Regions from separate parts of the Sus scrofa genome. Here all the other regions are linked to region 3. A link is a contact called in public Hi-C data. All regions are on one chromosome and are shown on one strand. Each heading gives the region's core, a stretch centred on a gene start, on an enhancer-like site or on the middle of the called end of the contact. The rest is flanking DNA. Distances are from core to core; before and after follow the strand shown. Region 1 holds the start of ADCY4 (adenylate cyclase type 4). Region 2 holds the start of CIDEB (cell death-inducing DFFA-like effector b). Region 3 holds the start of DCAF11 (DDB1- and CUL4-associated factor 11).

Region 1 (3,566 bases), core at 824-3,323, 230 kb before region 3:
AAGGACTGAAGGATTTAATGCAGCGCTGCTGGAGCCATGACCCCCGGAATAGGCCCTCCTTCCAAGGTGCGCTGGCCATTTAGTTGGCAGCTGAGGTAGGCCTGGGTCTGTCCGCAGGGGGCTCTTCCCTGATAATGAAGCTATGCTCACCCACCACCCATTCTGCCTTCTCTCCAGACTGCCGACCCAACACCCAGGGAGCCCTCGATCTGGTAATGAAACAAGATGTAACTTGTAAGAAGATGAATGCCGCGGTCTCCACAGTGAGTGTCTAGCACCCCTAGGAGCTGGGCAGGGAAGGCACAGCATGGCTTCCTTGGCCACCCAATGACTCCCCGCTGACTGTTGTTCTCTAAGCCTTGACTCTCATGCCCACTCCCCCCAACCCATCCCTGAGTTCCCAGGCAATGGACATGGGCCAAGAGGCTCCTCCCTTGGGTTAACCCTGGCTCTCCCACCTCCATGCCCAACCAGCTCTCCATCCTTACAGGTGAAGGAGTTCTTGTCTGAGCACAAGAGCAGCAGCAGCTTGTTGTCTGTCCGTGAGCCAGGCCTGGAAAGTCCAGAAATGGATGGCCTTAGGGGGAGCACAGGAAGCCATGATTCTGTGGTCTCTGAAATGATGAACAGCCTGAACCTGGAGGAGTACCCCAGCTCTGTTCCTGAAAAATGTACAAACCCTCCTGAGAGGATCAGGGCCCAGAAAGAGCAGGTTCAGCCTACCTGGACAGCAGAGATACCTTCAGATTCAACAGCCCAACCTCCTCAAACCCCAGAGACCTTACCTTTCATGAGCCAGAAGCCCAGCCACACCTCAGCTTGGCCCCCAGGCCCTGGACCCCAAGAGAATCAGGTGAGACCTTGGCAGGACTCAAGGATGCACTAGGACTCCTGTGAATCCTGTCCCCTTGCCAGGGAAAACTTGGGGCTGCAGTAGGGGAACAGGCCCAGGGACAGGGAGCCTGATGGCACTGTGTTGTCTGTAGGGGCCTGAAAGACGTGGCACCAACTGGTCTCCCATGGCACCAGGGCCAAATCCAATATCAGGTACCCATTCCCCATTCCCTCCTTTCCTCTGCTCAATTCTTCCACCAGCTTCTTCCTCAAGATCAAATATAGATCCAGGGTACTTGGGGAGGGGGATGAGAAAGGGCTAGAGGTCACCTACCCCAACTTTCTCATCTTATAAATGAAGAAACTGGGATTGGGTCCCACTTAGGTCACACAGCAAAGCCTGGATTTGCCCCTGAGCCTTCTGACTTTCCAGCTCTGTGAACCTCTAAATTCCATTGCTGCTATGTAGGCCCAGAGGGCCACCCAGCAGAAAAGACCCAAATGTCAGCGTCTCAGATGTTCGTTGCCACTCCTCTTGAGCTTCTGCAAACCCAATTCTGAAACCCGAAAGGGAAGACCCAAGGCACTCCTTGACACAGTCGTGGGCAGGCCCAGAGACTGCCTACTTGCATTTCCCCAGGGTGAACACAAGGTGCCGCTGCCCCCCACCCTGCCGCTCCTCCTCGCTTAGACTCTCAGATCTGTACCCTTTAACCCTCCCTCGAGCATCACTGTTTCTCTTAAAGGGCCATGGTCTTCTCAGTTACTTTACAACCAAGGGGTGCAGATTGGAAACAGCAACTACATGGTTATAAAAGGAAGAACTGCCTCATCCACGCGGGGCCCGGTACCTTGGGGCATGAAGAAGGGCCCCCAGCACAAGTAGCTTTCAAACAACTAGAAAGAAGGACTGCAAGAAACGGAAGCCTGGAGTGGGCCACAGGGCTGGTATCATGATAGCAGTATCAAAGCAGCTTCTGAACTGCCTTCTGGAAAACCCAGCATTCTCTGAGGGTCATTAGGCCTGTACCCGAACTGTCTTTGTTCCCCCAGGACTCAATAAACTTGGTGGAATTTTAGCCCAAGCACTGTACAGGAGGCTAAAGCTTCAGCCAGGGGAGGGAAAGGGACATGGATGAGAGACCGGGGAGCTGACATCGAGGGAGTGGGAGGTACTGCCCTTCAACCACAACCACGGACCACAACCAACCGGAAGCAGGATGCTGGGAATGGGCAATGTTGTGGCACACAAGGTCAAGGCCCAGCCGGTGGCAGGAAGGAATCCTGGAGGCCTATCTCCTGGGGCTGCTCTAATCTCAGGGCAAAGCATTTCCTGTAGGGCAGGTCAAGACCCCACCCCAAACCAAACCCTGGATGTAGAGGCTGTGGCCCAGCCACCCACCTTTTCTTGTGGGCTATGGAGGCTTGGCAGTGGGGTCCTGGGGAGGGGGTTCTCCATGGGAACTCGCAGTCCCCAGCACATCTTTGCCCTGCACGATGCCCCTAGTCTCTCACAGGTCAGCCTCCATATTACCACTCCCTCCCCCAGGTACACCCACGCACACATTGCTGTAACACGGAGGCCTCAGAACCCTTTGATTCCCTGCTGGTGTCTAGGAGTGGAGAGCAATGGCTCCACAAAGCTACACACACACCCCTCCCTTGGAGTTGGACATCACTGGAGCATGGACCGGTCAGATGGGGCCACAGCACTGCCACCCAGTCTGGAGGGGCAGGGAATGAGCAGCCCTCTCATCTTGACCTAGACTTTAGCTCCCATACAGCACCATGTGCTTCTTCCCTGCATTTTTGCCAGTCTTCCTTCCAGCCCTCCCTCAGTCTCCCCACATCCAAGGTTCTGAGTCCATTTTGATACTGGCCCAGCACCCCCATGGTCTGCATTCTCATTCCTTGAAGGGGTTGATGGGAGGAGGCCCTGGTGCTGGGAGAGACAATCAGACTGGGGGAGGAGGCCTGTGGAGTCTGGCTAGGGCACAGGAAGGGCCGGGCTGTCCCATCAGGGAAGTGGGAGGGGGCTGAGGCGCCGGGAGGGAAGCGCCTGTGGCCCAGGGCTCAGAGCTACCAGCCCAGAGACAGGCGTGACTCCAGAACCTGCCCTGGGGTTAGTCCGTTCAGCTGCGGCAGCATCGTGGGCAGTGAGTTGAGGGAAAGAGGGAACCTGGGGCTCCTTTGCTTCCACCCCAACTCCCCTGCCCCTGGTGCTGAGGCTTTTGCTAGGGCACCTCTGCGGTCTGGGTTTGAGGGAGGAGGGGTGAAGGATTGGGCACTCCCCTCCCCTCGGACTGGGAGACGGGCAGGGAGGCCACGGGGAGTGCCTGGAAGATGGGATTGCTGCGAGGCCATGCGGTCTGGGTGGAAGTGGCTTGGACCCGGTGAGAAGGGCACAGTTGAGGCTGGCAGGGGCCAGACAATAACCCACTTTGGCCCTCCCCAGCCCGGGGTCCACCCCCAGGCCGTGCAGCACTGAGCTGGGGAGACCATGGCCCGCCTCTTCAGTCCCCGGCCGCCCCCCAGCGAAGACCTCTTCTACGAGACCTACTACAGCCTGAGCCAGCAGTACCCGCTGCTGCTACTGCTGCTGGTGATCGTGCTCTTCGGGCTCCTGGCACTGCTCGCTGTTGCCTGGGCCAGTGGCAGGGTGAGCAGAGGGGGACGAGGATTTTGGTGTGGGGTGCCTCCCCTGGGGCGGCTGGAGGGTTACTGCTTAGAGG
Region 2 (3,144 bases), core at 181-2,680, 200 kb before region 3:
GGCCACACTGCTGGGCTGCACCAGGATACAAAGCAAGGAAAAAGGAAAGGGTGAAGTGTTGAGATATACTGAAAAGAAGACTTCTCCGGGTAGAGAGGCCTGGCAAAACTTGGAAATAAATAAATTTGGTAGATTGATAAAATTGAGGGAAGGGGAAAAAAGGCTCCAGCCTTTTTGTCAAAAGCCAAACGGGGCCTCTTTGGGAGTCTTGTCTCAGTTTGAGTTTCCTCCAAAGCAGAGCCTGAGTTGAGGGCGTGGGTACAGGTAATCCTATTTTTGGAAGGTCAGCTCTCGGGAAGCAGAAGTGAGGGAACAGGGGAAGAGAAGGAAGAGGAAAGCCAATGAGAGCATGTTATTGAGTTCCTTTAGTGGGCATCAGGAACCTCTGAGTGCACAGCATACCTTCTAGAAAGACGGAAGATGGAGGCATTCATGCCCAGCTTGCATTCCCCACTGTTTGAGGTTTATCCTAGAGGCATTAATGCCCTTATACACTTGTATACTTGCAGCCTGTACTTGTCAGGGGACTTGAGCTGCCATGGCTTCAGACAAGGCTCCTCGGCAGGAAAGCAGAGAGACTTATGCTCATGGGAGCTGTTCACTGACAGTGAGAGTATGAGCTTCCACACAACTGTTCATCACAACTGCAGCTGAAATCAGAGATGGGGCATGGGATACCGAAAGCTGAAGTCCTGACGCCATCAAAGGATGCAACCCCTCTCCCCGCCCCCCCCCATCCACACTTCCTTCATGCCTATTAAGGGGCCAAAGGAAAAAGGTGGGAGAACGACTAATCCAGCATGGCTGAAGCAGGCAGTTCTGGAGAATGAAGCCAGAGAAATGTTGAAAGCCAGCCCCTCCCCTAGACCACAGCGGGAAGAGCAGGAAAGTAGGAAGGCCAGGGTCCCAGATAGGATCCTAGTAATTCTGGATCCATGGATCAGGACTCATCTTCCCCTCACACCCCACCCAGGTGCACTGCCTCACCTATTTTCTCCAAGCCCCGCCCATCCTCTGCTGGGACTCCCTTTTCCTGATGTTGCAGTTCATGGCTTTTTCAGTAGGTGGCAGCACGTACAGAGCAAATCTCCAGTGCAGCTTTCACAGGTTGGGAACTAGAAACTGTCCCTAGAAATTCCCTCCATATAAAGAAAAACACCAGAGATCACAATCCATCCTCTCGAATAGTTCCCATTTAACCCTCACATCACACACTACCACTAGTGACACACACAAACTTCCATGGCTTTTCCCAGGCCCCTCTGGGCCAGATCTCGGCCCTTCCCCTCCTCCCTCCCCTTGGACTTTGCCCTTCTTACTGGCCAGGTGTGGGGGCAGAGTCCGGGCTTGACTGACTCATCCCCCACCTCACCGGGGCTGAAATCCCGGGTCTGTAACAGAAAACGCCAGCGCTCAGCTCCAACCAGTGCAGAACCACCCAGCCCAGAACTCCCAGGACGGGCCACTCTTAGGCTCCTTCCCTCCACCATGGAGTACCTCTCTGCCCTGAACCCCAGCGGCCTGCTCAGGTGATTTATAACCCTCCTCTCACTCTCCATCTCTAGGGATACGGGCAGGGCCACAACACTCCACTCAGCCCCCAGGAAGCTCTGGAATTTGTACCCCTTCCCCTTCCTGCCCCCACTTGCAGCAAAAGGTCTGTCCAGCTCCTGAACCAACCCCTACCCCAACTCCAAGTTCTCTCCCTGGGATACTTTTTTTTTTTTTTTTTTTTGGCCACCCTGGAGCGTCCAGACTAGGGATTAGATCTGAGTCAAGGTTGAGACCCAAACCGCAGCTGTGGCAACTGAGGGATCCTTAACCCACTGTGCCAGGGAAGGATGAAACTGCATCCCAGCTCCCAAGAGGCTGATCATCGATCCCATTGTGCCATAGTGGGGACTCCCCTAGGCTACTTTAATCTGCAAATCTAGATCCCTCCCTCCCAACCTTCCTAACTCTCCAGTTACCCCACCCCCATCAACCCACCACACTCACTGAACCCCTCACTCCTCCTTGATCGTTCTTCTCACCTACCAGGTCAGTATCCAACATGAGCTCCGACTTAGGCCGTAAGGTCTGGACCTCCACTCCACCACCCCAGCGACCTTTCCGTATCTGTGATCACAAGCGGACCACCCGGAAAGGCCTGACAGCCGCCACCCGCCAGGAACTGCTAGACAAGGCAAGTGAGCCAAGTCCCTGGGTTCCAAATGCAGGGACAGCCAAGGGGCTGATGAAGAACGAGAGCCTGAGATAAAGAACAAAAAGGAACAGAAAGGGCTGACAGGGCTGCCCCTCCCTCTGAGGGCTAAAAGCAGGGGTGTGAACCCAATGGTTTCTGCTGTTTGGGTCACTTCGCCTTTTTTTTGTTTTGTTTTTTTTTTTTTTTGGAACAGGCTTTTCTTTGGGGATGGGGAAGGAGTAGGGAGAGTTGGAGGGATGGATTTTAGAACTCGGTATGGAATGGCAATTTGTATCAAATTCAAAACCCTGAATCTGTGGCTTCCTTGAGTCAAACCCTGGGAAGTTTTTCAACATATCAAAACTTCAGTTTCTTCATCTGTAAAAAGGGAACAATAATACAACTACCCCCCTAGGGCTGTTGATACACAGATATTTGACACTAGTGGAGATTCAAAAAGATCTTTCCAGAAAGAGTTCTGGAGAACTCTGTGAGGGTTAGGGAGAGGAAGGTGGGACACTAGAGATAAGACTCCATTGTGACAAGCCCCTTCAGCATAATGCCTATAACCATTCAAGAGAAACTGGCTGGCTTTTCAATTCCAAACCAGTAGGCATGGCGTGGAGGGAAGCTGGGAGAGATGACAGTGACGTGGTAGGAGCAAAGCAGGAACTAACAGGAAAAGGACAGCCCTGGGTGAGCAACCCCCAACAACTAAAGAACACCATGAGCTGGAACCATTTGAAGGGATGGCAAAGCACCAGGAAGGAGAGTTGGGTGCTGGGCAGCTGGACAGGGGAGGGGCGTGGGAAAAGCTCTGCCCCTTCCTTCCTCCTTCTGGCCTCCGGGTAGGCGCTGGGGACTCTGATGCTGAATGGAGTGTTAACACTGGTGCTTGAGGAGGACGGGACCATGGTGGAGAGCGAGGACTTCTTCCAGCTGTTGGAGGATGACACATG
Region 3 (3,134 bases), core at 43-2,542:
AACATAAGAGCAAGTCATCTAGCTGACCCTCCCTAGGCAAAACCCACTCTTACTGGGTATGAAGCTGAGTGCCCTGAGTGTCCAGCAGGGAGGGATGTTCTGCTCAAACAGAAAGGTAGTCCTGGGATAATCCCACTTCCTATTATCTGTAACTTCCCTGATTGGAGCTGGGATCAAGGGACTGTGGTGGCGCCTGGTGGGGACACACCAGAGGGTAAGTTACCTGCGTAGGAGATAGGCCAGTACCTGGGCCAGATCCACATCTTCATCCTCCTCTTCCTCTTCCTCACTCCGACGCAGGCCAGCCCCTCTTCGGGGCAAGCCCTCGGAGGGGTCTCCGGACCCAGTTCCTGCACTGCTGCTGTTCCGTGATCCCATCTTCTGGTCACAGCATCCTTAAGTCCTGTGCAGGGACTCCTCCTGTCACCTCCTTGGGTTTGATGAAAGCAAACCCTGCTCTAGAAATACCAGGGTCTCCTGAGGTACGGCGGTAGCTATAACTAGGAAGGCTACACTTCTTAGGGACTGAGAACCCTTCTCCTTGGCCTGTAACAACTCCCAAAGCTTCGGGAACACAAACCTTTCCCAATCCTGTGAAGCAAAAAAAAACAGAGTGAAGTCTAGGGCGTGACCTTAGCTCACCAGTAAGAATCCTTTGAAGAGGAATTTCTCAGTTTTCTACCTCAAACTCACCTATCAAAGTCCCTGAGGGTGGGGTGGATTCCCAGGTAACCTCTCAGGCCGACCAATCAAAAACCCTCGCAGAAGAAAGCGCCTCATTAGCTTATCCCATCTAACCAATCAGAAGCCTTAGGACCCCCCGACGCCCCCCTTACCGGCCAATCAGCACACTCCCTCCCAAAAGCCGGCGGCAGCGACAACCAATGAAGTTAAAACTCCACTTAACCCCCTCCTTCCTCGCCTCACGCCCACGTGGTGTGCCAGGGATGTGTAAGCTAAGGGGGGTAGGCCTGCGAGAGACCACCCACCAGCCAGGAGAGGTCTCAGGACCCGCAGCGGCGCAAGGCCTTGTTTACACCGACTGCCCTCCGGCGTCGGCCAACAGCTCCTTCGTCACGCGCTTCCTTCGTCACGCATCTCCAGGCTCTGCCGCCGGCGGACTGCAACGTCACGCGACGCCCCTGACGGCCCCGCCCCCTTGGCCCGCTCACTGGACAGCTGAGAGCGGTGATTGACAGATGGGCGGGAGAAAGTGTGTGATGAGTGCTAGGGGAGGGGAAAGCGCGCGATCCAGGAGGAGCGGTCGCTTCTGGTTGGGAGGCGTTAAGTGCGGAACTGGCTGCTTCTTGAATCAGAAACAACGGAACTAGACCTCATGGGCGAGGGGCGGGGCTTACAAAAGAAGTTTGTGATTCGCTGCCCAGAGGTGTCTTAACAAGGGAAATAATTTGCTGTCAGTCCCTTAACAACATTTAGCTTCGCACTTTTCAGAGGATCTCTAAGGGGCCTCTCTTTCCTCCCCTAGGCACGACCCCCTCCCCCGCCCCCACTTCGCTCTCTAGCACTGCTTTTTTTCTCAGGCTGCAGCTTCAGCCGGTCCGGTCCTAAGCGGTGCGCGGCTCTTTTGGGAATGCGTTCGCGTCACAGATGCACCTAGGCCTTCACACCCTCCCTTCCGGGCGTAGCTTCCGGAAGCCTTGTTCTCTTGGGGACCGCCCTTTCTAGACCTTCCGTTAGTCACTCAGGCAACTTTTTAGATGACCCCTGGCTTCGCAGTCTTTGTAGACGCTCCCTAGTGCATCCGCGGGTCCTCACTGACCTTTCATTATGGTCAGTTCGCCTCTGATTCTAACCCTAACCCTAACCCTGGGAGGATTCGAAGACTTTCCTTAGACCCTCTGTCCTTGGGGCGCCTCTGCGCAGGACCAGGGTGTGCACGCGCGGCGCCTCCTACCCCCTCCTACCCCTTCCTCCGGGTTTATGAGTAACTCGGCAGAGTTCAAGGACGAGACTTGTGTACCTAGGGATCCTCGCCCAGGCTGGGGGGTTGTGGGTCGATTGACCGTGCTGGGCGCCTAGGCCCGGGGTCCAAGCTGCCTCTCAGTGCCCCCAGCCGGGACGCTTAATTAAAAGTGCTGCCCAGAGCCTCCTGAGGGCAGGAGGGATGAGGGAGGCGGGCTTTAATTTGGGCTCTCCTGGGGCTCACTCTCCCTGGGTAGGCGAGGGTGTGGTTATCCTTCTGGTGATACCCCTTGGTTTCTAGATCGCTAGATCAGAGCTAGCTTATTATCTCTGGTCACCAGGGCCAGCTTCATGGGTGTGCGACCTGTACAGAACCCACGCTTGGTTTAATGTTCTGTTATCACACTTTGAAATTCTTTTTTTTTTTTCTTCTGCTCTTTGGGCCGCCCCCCCCCCCCGACATATGAAGGTTCCCAGGCCAGGGGTTAAATTGGAGCTACAGCTGCCGGCCTACACCACAGTCACAGCAACGCCGGATCCTTTACCCCACTGAGTGAGGCCAGGGATCTAACAGGCGTCCTCCTGGATTCTAGTTGGATTAGTTTCCGCTGCGCCATGACAGGGAACTCCCCACAGAGCAATTATTGACCGTAGTAAGACACTGGAAACAAAAGATCCAAACGCACTGCTACAGGTTAAATAAATTATGGTTCATATGGTAGACACAGAAATACCAGGTAGCCATTAAAAATGACGTAGTCTTCTATTTTCATGCCTTGGGAAATTGTGCAAATTACATTTTTTAGGCTTAAAAAAGGTGGTAGATCTGCTGATATGTGGTGGATGCAAAAACAATATGGTTTCAGTTTTGCATTTAAAAATATAAAAATAGGCTCATATCATTAAACAAATAATAAAATGGAGAAGGCCTTTCATGAACTAATTACAAAAATACAGCGTGGGAGTTCCCATCCTGGCCCAGCAGAAAAGAAACTGACTAGTATGAGGAAGCAGGTTCGATCCCTGGCATTGCCATGAGCTGTGGTGTAGGTCACAGAGGTGGCTGGGATCCTTGTTGCTGTGGCTGTGGTGTAGGCTGGTAGCTACAGCTCTGATTTGACCCCTAGCCTGGGAACCTCCATATGCCACGGGTGCAGCCCTAAAAAGACAAAAGAAAAAAAAAAAGATACAGCATGAACAAAGAATTATGG

Evidence for each region. Hi-C and Micro-C count contacts between places; a contact is called where the count stands out from the background.
Region 1: a contact with region 3 is called in a Hi-C map of liver, with 2.5 times the contacts expected there. The contact joins the promoter of ADCY4 here to the promoter of DCAF11 in region 3. A contact is called at or near these places in 1 of 47 Hi-C or Micro-C datasets (liver) and 2 of 2 datasets of contacts at active chromatin or transcription factors (alveolar macrophages and skeletal muscle).
Region 2: a Hi-C map of liver shows a contact between it and region 3, with 4 times the contacts expected there. The contact joins the promoter of CIDEB here to the promoter of DCAF11 in region 3. A contact is called at or near these places in 1 of 5 promoter capture datasets (liver), 2 of 47 Hi-C or Micro-C datasets (heart right ventricle and liver) and 1 of 2 datasets of contacts at active chromatin or transcription factors (alveolar macrophages).

What each region holds. Positions count from the first base shown.
Region 1 is chr7:74,953,337-74,956,902 of Sscrofa11.1, forward strand. ADCY4 (adenylate cyclase type 4) reads left to right here and starts at 2,074. Exons shown (of 27, transcript XM_001927556.7): 1 at 2,074-2,990; 2 at 3,290-3,493. The coding sequence starts at 3,335. RIPK3 (receptor-interacting serine/threonine-protein kinase 3) reads left to right here. Exons shown (of 10, transcript XM_001927424.4): 6 at 1-66; 7 at 178-263; 8 at 491-853; 9 at 987-1,047; 10 at 1,581-1,919. The coding sequence ends at 1,720.
Region 2 is chr7:74,981,511-74,984,654 of Sscrofa11.1, forward strand. It overlaps CIDEB (cell death-inducing DFFA-like effector b), which reads left to right and starts at 1,431. Exons shown (of 5, transcript NM_001112688.1): 1 at 1,431-1,529; 2 at 2,041-2,185; 3 at 3,038-3,144. The coding sequence starts at 1,489. It overlaps LTB4R2 (leukotriene B4 receptor 2), which reads right to left and starts at 2,301. Exons shown (of 4, transcript XM_021099204.1): 1 at 2,038-2,301; 2 at 403-650.
Region 3 is chr7:75,179,845-75,182,978 of Sscrofa11.1, forward strand. It overlaps DCAF11 (DDB1- and CUL4-associated factor 11), which reads right to left and starts at 1,293. Exons shown (of 15, transcript XM_001928359.5): 1 at 694-1,293; 2 at 224-591. The coding sequence starts at 378.